Linked DNA regions of Mus musculus: region 2 is linked to region 1. Evidence: chromatin contacts called from public promoter capture Hi-C data. All regions are on one chromosome and are shown on one strand. The core of a region is the stretch at or near the end of the contact, and the rest is flanking DNA. Distances in the headings are between cores, read along the strand shown.

The links. Promoter capture Hi-C pulls out the DNA fragments that hold promoters and counts their contacts.
Region 2: a promoter capture Hi-C map of hippocampal neurons shows a contact between it and region 1, with 5 times the contacts expected there. The contact joins the promoter of Ecm1 here to the promoter of Tmod4 in region 1. A contact is called at or near these places in 2 of 39 promoter capture datasets (hippocampal neurons and liver), 1 of 115 datasets of contacts at active chromatin or transcription factors (pancreatic cancer cells) and 1 of 9 other capture datasets (pancreatic islet).

The regions. Positions count from the first base shown.
Region 1 is chr3:95,121,576-95,125,911 of GRCm38.p6, reverse strand. It overlaps Tmod4 (tropomodulin 4), which reads right to left and starts at 1,398. Exons shown (of 10, transcript NM_016712.4): 1 at 1,334-1,398; 2 at 235-397; 3 at 1-92. The coding sequence starts at 357. It overlaps Vps72 (vacuolar protein sorting 72), which reads right to left. Exons shown (of 6, transcript NM_009336.2): 6 at 2,861-3,533. The coding sequence ends at 3,134.
Region 2 is chr3:95,738,313-95,742,418 of GRCm38.p6, reverse strand. It overlaps Ecm1 (extracellular matrix protein 1), which reads left to right and starts at 2,850. Exons shown (of 11, transcript NM_007899.3): 1 at 2,850-3,046. The coding sequence starts at 2,977. It overlaps Tars2 (threonyl-tRNA synthetase 2, mitochondrial (putative)), which reads left to right. Exons shown (of 18, transcript NM_027931.3): 15 at 2-103; 16 at 273-345; 17 at 983-1,097; 18 at 2,100-2,445. The coding sequence ends at 2,248.

The DNA.
Region 1 (4,336 bases), core at 149-2,648:
AGGTACTGCAATAGGGCATCTCTGTCCAGTGGCCCTGTTGGACTCTTCTTTGTCTGGTCACGTTGTCTCAGGCCAGCTGGCAAGAGCATGTTCTTAGGGATGAATTTTGGGGAACAAATTAAGCACTCTCCAGACAGATATTCCCTGGTCCTTTTGGGATTTCATGTCTTGTTCTCAGCTACCTAGAATCACTCCTTCCCACATACAAAGGGATGCCCTGGCCTGTGCTCCTACCTCAGGATCCATTTCTTGTAGCTCACAGTCCAGCTGTTCTAGCTCTTCAGGGCTCAGGGTCCTTAGGATCTCATCTTCGTCGATGTCTCTGTATTTCTCCAGTTCCTTCTGATAGGATGACATGGTGGCCCCTACCCCTTCCCCACGGTGTGACACTCACAGCCTGGGGGACATGAGAAAAGTTGTTGGATGTGGACACTGAGGGCACAAGAAGTCCAGCCATAGTTAGGACACTGACCTTAGAGACTAGAGTCTGCCAGGGATGGGAAAATCAGATAGTTCACTGTTAGTTTCCCTCCTAGTCCCTGCACTTTCTAGCCATTCTAGATGGGGATTCTAGTCTCCAGGCTGGGTCTATCCACCCACCGTGCGATGGAGAAATCCTGGTAGCACCCTCCCCTACAACCTTACCCGGCAACGTCTCTTGCCCTGACACAGCTGCTGGAGGCCCTGCCAGCACAGCTGGCTCCACGCCCAGTTCCTATTGAAAGGTGGGAGGGGGAGGCAGAGAGCTCCAGGAAAATTCCTCCTTTCTTCCCCATTACCCAGGCCTGTTGGAAACTGGTAAGCAAGGAGGCTTGACTGGGTTAGAGTGGTTGCCTCTAATGACACCCTCACTCCCTCCTTCATTGTCAAGGACCAAGACCTCACTTTCTGTGTTTGCTAAAAGTCTAAATCAGAAGGGAAAGTAAGGCTTAGAAGCTGGGGCACTTCCAGATTGGGGGAAGGGCAGTGTGGCCTCAGAAGGCATTCGGTTCCCATAATCTGTCACCAGAAAGGTGACACTGGAACCCTGGGTAAAAGAAGAAGAAGAAGAAAAAAAAGTCTTCTAAATGAGGAGGTGGGATGATAAACTTGCACCACCTTTCAGTGGGAAAAACAGTCAAGCTCTAAATACATACCACACTCAACATGGAAGGTGATACTGAGCGTGAGGCACTGACAAGGCAGCTACAGAGTCAAGACAGAAACATCGGCGGCAGGACACAGCAGAGACATGCCAACTCTCTTCCCCTAGGCCCACTCTGCCATCTCCCACCAGGCTCTCACCCGTAAGACCCCTTGTTCCCACCTACCAGTCCCAATGGTCACCTCTCACCTCCCCTTGTCAGTTGGTCCGTCTGTTCTACTGGGACACTGTCCGGTCAGCAGGAGGAGTCTGGTGCCGGGGGAGAGCGTGGGGGAACAGTGAGCTCAGCATTTTATTATTTTAGCTCTGGCCAGGTGGGGAGTGGTGGGAGATCACATATACACAGACCCCATACCTTGCCCAGCCCTGAGAGCCTCTAGTGGCCAGTATCAGCCATGACATGTCCTCTTTCCCTGCAAGCAGAGTCCTCCAGTGGAGAATCAGATGACTCCTACGGTAGGGTACCAGTTCTGCTCAAAGCACTGAATAGAAGATGATGTATCAATGTAACAGCCATTGTGCCTCACACCTGAATTCCCTTGACAGGGGACACTAAGATAGGACTGCTACAAGACGGAGAGCAGCATGAACTTCATGGTGAGCTCAAAGCCTTGTAGTAATTTTTTTTTCCTTTTTAACTTTTTTAAAAGGGAGAGGGGGCACATGCCTTTAATCGTAGCACTTGGGAGGCAGAGACAGGCAGATTTCTGAGTTCAAGGTCCAACCTGGTCTACAGAACAAGTTCCAGGACAGCCAGGGCTAGAGAAACCATGTCCTGAAAAAACGAGAGAGAGAGAGGTCTCAGGTGGTTAAGACTGCTGCACAATTGTGAGGTCCCCGCACCTACATAACAGCATAACAGGGTGGCAGACACAGGAACATTGGGGGCTTGCTGGCTCCTGATAGCCTAGAGAACAGGAGCCCAGGTTCAGAAAGAGAGCCTGTCTCAAAGGATAGGTGGAATTACAGATGACCCTGCCTGGCCTCTGCATAGGTGCACCACCCGACACGTGGTTGTATACATAGACACATACAGAGACACACACACTCAGTGTAAGGATTTTGTTCTGGTATTTAAGAGACTATGTACTGGCTGGTTTTATGTGTCAATTTGACACAGGCTGGAGTTATCATGGAGAAAGGAGCTTCAGTTGAAGAAATGCCTCCATGAGATCCAGCTGTAAGGCATTTTCTCAATTAGTGAACAAGGGGGAAAGGCCCCTTGTGGGTGGGACCATCTCTGGGCTGGTAGTCTTGGGTTCTGTAAGAGAGCAAACTGAGCAAGCCAGTAACATCCCTCCATGGCCTCTGCATCAGCTCCTGCTCCCTGACCTGCTTGACTTCCTTTGGTGATTAACAGCAATGTGGAAAGTATAAGCTGAATAAACCTTTTCCTCCTCAACTTGCTTATTGGTCATGATGTTTGTGCAGGAATAGGAACCCTGACTAAGACAGACTAAGAGAGTTAAATATGGATAACCCAGGTAAGTGTAATAAAAATGATAGACATGAGTGCAGGCATCTTTATGACACCCACTACTTAGTAAATACATGCTACTTAAAAGGACAGAGCAGGAACAGTGATTTACCCCTCTAGGCCCAGCGCTTGGAAGGTTGACATGGGAGGCTTGCTTGAGCCCAGGAGTCTGAAATTAGTCTGGATAAATTAGCAAGAACTTGTGGTTTATTTATTTATTTATTTGTTTTTTTTTTTTTCCAAGACAGGATTTGTCTGTTTAGCCCTGGCTGTCCTGGAACTCACTCTGTAGACCAGGTTGGCCTCGAACTCAGAAATCCCCCTGCCTCTGCCCCAACCTTACACATCAGACAAAAAGGATTTTACCATTTTATTAGATTAAAAAAATGAAGAGCACAAGTAAATGAAATGAACTAGGGAGGAACTGAGGGAAACAAGGGCGAAGGTTGGCAGAAGGGAGGGCGGAGTGGAGAGCCAGGTCAGGAGAGGGACTGTCTAGGGGTCAGGTGTCTCTATTTGATGACAATCTTCTGACGCAAGGCTCGAGGCCCAGAGCCAGGTAGTGGCTCGGGGGGTGGGGGCCCGGGGCCCAGCGCCGAGGCGGTGGGTGGAAGTCCGTGGGCAGTGATGTACTTCTTGTACGCCTCACGGATGATCTTGAAGGCTCTAGCAGTGGCATAGGGTATGTCTGTAACAGGGTCCCGGTACAAAGCTGGACGGTGGGTCACTGGGCAGACCTCCCGCACCGGGACCTTCGGGGGTCGCCCCTGGGGGAACCACTCTTCAAACGTTGCATCATCACTGAACGTGATGAAGGTGCGAGAGCAGTGAGCAGGAGGGGTGGCAGCGGCAGCTCCAGTCCCGGTCCCAGCATGTGGAGCCAGTGCAGAGGCTGTAGGAGCAGGATCAAGGCTGAGGGCAAGAGAAAAGTCACAAAATGCTGCGGAGACAGACAAAGGAAGGTGGTAGGCTAGGTTTGCTGGCTGTGACCTCAGTATTTACCAGGCCATGGGGCTGGAAAGATGGCTCAGCAGTTAAGAGCTGGGCTACTCTCCCAGGATAGAGGTTTGAGGCCTAGCACTCAAACAGTGGCTCACAACCGTCTGTAACTTCAGTTACACGGAATATGTCACCCTCTTCTGGCTTCAATGGGTACCAGGCCAGACAAAGCAGGCAAAACACTGATATACATTAAAATAAAATAAATAAATAAGCAAACAAACAAATAATAAAATAAAATAAAAAGTTGGGCATGATGCTTCACATTTGTGACCCCAATACTAAGGAGAAAGAGGCGGGTAGATCATGAATACTAGCCTGGGCTATATAAGGAGTTCCAGGCCAGCCAGAGCTACAGAGTAAGACCAACTCAAAACAAAACAACAGGAAGTGTCAGAGCCATTTGTCTGCTTCTCAAGTAGAGTAAAAGTCTGCCCGCCAGGCAGAGTCAAGGCAGGTCAGGGTCTGCTGCCAGATTTCCTGGCCTGCTGACATAAAACGTTAGGAAGAGATACACGTAAGGCTTGAGAGGAAGAGGTAAACATTCTGTTAACCTCGGAGGAAGGAACAGGGAGGCCTCAGGATGAGATCAGATACCCTATATACATGGCAGCAATTGTTTCTGCTAGCTTGTTAGTTTTATATCCTGAGACACTGCGGTATCAGAAGGCTACACGCATTACACTTGGGCTACTACAGTACTCACTGACAGACCC
Region 2 (4,106 bases), core at 1,601-4,100, 620 kb before region 1:
GGCCGGCAGGTACCCCAGAGTGTCCAGTCCTTATTCATCGAGCAGTGCTTGGTTCTGTGGAAAGGCTGTTGGGAGTGCTGGCAGAAAGCTGTGGGGGGAAATGGTGAGTCACTGGCCACCAGAGTTCTGCTCTTCTCTCCAGCCAGAAAGTTCGTGCCTTAGGTTCTGACCTTATCCTATGTATTTCCTTTTCAGATCTCCCTACAGCTACACCTAAGCCTAATGGCTAAAGCCAAAGTGAATAACTTCCTGCCCCTTTTTCCTGCCAACAGGCCCCTGTGGCTGTCCCCGCTCCAGGTGGTGGTCATCCCTGTGAGGACAGAGCAAGAGGAATATGCCAGGCAGGTGAGTTGAGAGAAGATCAGGAACAGCAGGGCATCTGCCATGCATCCCTGGTGAGACAGGCTCTGCAGGAGAGTGGGAAGGGCTTGAGGGCAGCTTTCCCGTGTGCTAAACATTCTCCATCTAAAAATTGAGTTCAGCCTTGGCTTTATAGTAAGACCCTTTTTAAATAGTTAGGGGTGAGCCTAGAGCTGTAGGTCAGTTGGTAGCATATTTACCTAGTGTGCAGAAGGCAGTGCGCTCAGTCTGCAGCACCACAGGAGCCTGCAGTCCTAGCACTTGGCAGGAGGAGCATCAGGAAAGGTCATGCTGTGCACAGGTCCACAGCCTGAGCCGCATGAGGTTCTTTATGGAGAAACTATGGACGGACGAGAGTTGAACAGCTGGTTGGGAGATGGGTGCCTAACAACCGACAGAGCCCAAAGAATAATTGAGGCTTCATTTTCTGTGAGAAGCACACAAAGGTTTTAGGTCAGGGATGGGAAGGAGGCCTCAGTATCTCAGAGAAGAGGCAGTTAGCCAGCTCCTGAGAGCATTGGAGGAAGTGGGGATGTGAGACAAGTATCCGAGGAAGAATAGTAACCAACCATCATAGCTCAGCTTCCATTCAGATTTACTCATCACCAAATCTGTATCCCAGGTGCAACAGTGCCTGCAGGCTGCAGGACTTGTGAGTGATCTCGATGCAGACTCTGGACTGACCCTCAGCCGGAGAGTCCGCCGGGCCCAGCTTGCCCACTACAACTTTCAGTTTGGTAAGAGGGTTAGTCGTAGACCTCAGAGCCCCAAGCTCTGCATTCTCTGTACTAACTCTATTGTTTAGCTCTGTGTACATTGAATTAATTGGGACTCATTACCTGGGCTGGGTAGGAGCCTGACTAATCTGCCTGCCTTCCATTGCTCCTTCCCACAACCTATTCCATCCCTCAGAACAGTTGTCTTCTCATTAACCCTACCCTAGGCTGTTTCTGTAAGTTAATTAACCAGGCCAGCATCAAAGAGGAAGGGACAGGAGAGGATTAAGAAGGCATCAGTTGAAGCCAGGCATGGTAGGCACACCTGTAATCCCAGGATTTGGCAGGTACAGGAGGGAGGGCAAACATGTGAGGCCACTGTGGGCTGTATGTAGCAAGATTATCAGTGAACCAGAAGCTGTAGTGCTCTGTGGTGGAGCACTGGCCTCCAATGAGTTAGGTCCCAGCACCAAAACCAATAAAGGCATTAATTAATTGCCTTGTTTATTGTTGTGTGGGTGGAGGCAGCTCTAGGGGACAAGAAAGGTCTTAGGGAAGGAAGTTGCTCCTGACTCTTGGGCCTCTGGAAGCAAGAAGCAGAAACTCCTAGCCAGACCGCCTGACTGGGGCATCACGCATGCCCGTTGCCTTGGCAGCACTGAGAGCAAGCCCCGCCCTGCTGTTTCCCCTTCCTGTACCGTACCCCTCCCCCCAGGTCACACACATACAGTTTTTCTTTTTGTGTAGCTCTCCATGTTTGTCTCTGTCTAACTGACTCTGTATCTCCCAGCCCTGGGCTCCTGACCTGCAGGGAGAGGGGAGTAAAGCCCGGCCCACTTCCTTATCTCATCAGAGTGGACAGTCAGCAGCAGGGCAGGCGAGCTAAGCATGGGCTTCAGCCACGGCTAGGCTCTGCTCCTACCTTTCCTAAAGATTCAGGAGTTTGAAGTTTCTGCAAAGCAAAAGGAAACAACCCATAGGGTGACTTTTGCTTGGGTTTGCAAATCTTTCCTCTTCCTGCAGTGGTTGGCCAGAGAGAGCAGAGTCAAAGGACAGTGAACGTACGCACGCGAGATAACCGGCAGCTCGGGGAGCGAGACCTGGCCGAGTCCGTGCAGAGACTGCTGGAGTTACAGAACGCCAGGGTCCCCAATGCAGAAGAAGTGTTCTGAGTCATGTCCATTGGTGATGTACAGACTCATGAGAGCCGTCCGTCCCTTTCCACGGGACAGTAACCCAGCTGGCAGCCCCGCATGTCCCCGAGGCCTCAGAACTGCTCTCTGAAAATAGACATGGTGTGGGGGCTCCCCACAGAAAGGAATGCTGTACTGACTGGATAGAAGGAGAATAAAAATATACTTGAAGCCAAGGCTGTGCCTTCATCTGAGTCCGAATGCTTTACTCCCTCTTTCCCAGACCTGAGGCAAAGGGATACTGAGGCCTCTGACCAGCAAGGGCACTGCCTCAGGCAGCCATTCTCCTCCCACTCCCACTCAGGAGAGTGTCAGATCCATTCTTTATAAAGGACAGTATGCAGATGGGAAACTGAGGCACAAATTAAGGGTCCAGATGACAACTTGCTCCATGATCCTCTGCATCAGTTTGGAGGGGATCCAGGAGTGCTCCCTTCCATCACCTCCATTCTTCCCAGGCTAAGGAGGCTCCAGGAGTCTGGGAGGAGTGGCTGTAAGAGGAGGAGCAGCAGGGACTGAGTCATGGCAGGAAACAGGGGGGCGGGAGATAGCATATAAAGAGAGACAGACAGCAGGCCTTGAAGTTCACAACGGCAGTAGCAACAGCCAGGGGAGCAGGCTTGCAGCAAGTGGCCCAACCCCTTCAAGTCTAGATCTGCCTGTGACAACCAGCTTCTGGGTGACCAGTGACCAGTTCTTGCCCCAGGATGGGGACCGTATCCAGAGCAGCCTTGATCTTGGCCTGCTTGGCTCTTGCTTCTGCTGCCTCTGAGGGAGGTGAGTCGGGGTGGGGTCAGCAGTTGCTTAAGAGTCTGGCTCCAAAGAGCTCAGCAGTTGGGTGATTGGCTTCCTTTATATGAACATGTCACTGTGAAGTGGGGCTGAACCTTTAACCATGGAGGCTGGAACAGGAGCAGAATAGCTAGAGGTAGTTGCTAAGAAACACAAAAATTAGAGTCAAATAGACACAAGACAGGTGAGTTTACAGGGTGAGGATCCTCCTGTCAGAACACGTGAGGAGGGACGAGGAGGCAGGTGAGGAGGAAAAGAAGCCCTCGGGCTGCTAAAACTCAGCCTACCGAGCCAGGGAGCCTAGACTGGCTCACTCTGGTCAGAGGACGAGTTAGAGTTCACCCACATTCACCCCCTATTACACACACGCACTGCTTTGAAGTCTGAACAAAAGGAAATACCAACTCTGGACAGGACAGAGACTTAGATCCTTCTATAGATAGCCGTGTCTGAGACAGCTCCACCTCGCTGCTGTCCTGGTTCCTAGGTTTGTGCCTTCGGTTCAGCTCCAGATGTGAAGGTGCTTTGCCAGCCTGGTGACCTGTATTCCGTCCCAGTAACCCACATGGAAGGGGAGAAATGACTCCCACAAGTTGTCCTCTGACCTATACACATCACCACGGTGACACACTGGCCCCCTCCACACATACACAAATAATATTTTTCTTGTTTAAGAAACCTAAAATAAGCTGAGATTGAAGGGGAAGGCACTTAAACATTTGGCTAACCGTCCCACCCAAAGGCCAAAAGTATTTTTAAAGGCCTATAGGAAGAAGTTTGAAGAGAGGTGGATCCTGGAACATCAGCGCATTGGAGGGGACGGCAGCCACAAGCCCCATCCAAGGGAGATACTGACAGGAAATCAGACCTCCATTCCCAGCCACATTCTTTTAGACCCCAACTCAGAACCCAGCCACTCAGAGGGGAGGTGTGTGACAGGTGGCTCCCCCACAGCGGGCTTTCCACAGTCTCGGCCTCCACAGCCTCCCCATCCTCTGTCCAGGACCAGGAAAGGACGCCTCAAAACTGCCTGACTTTTGTCTTT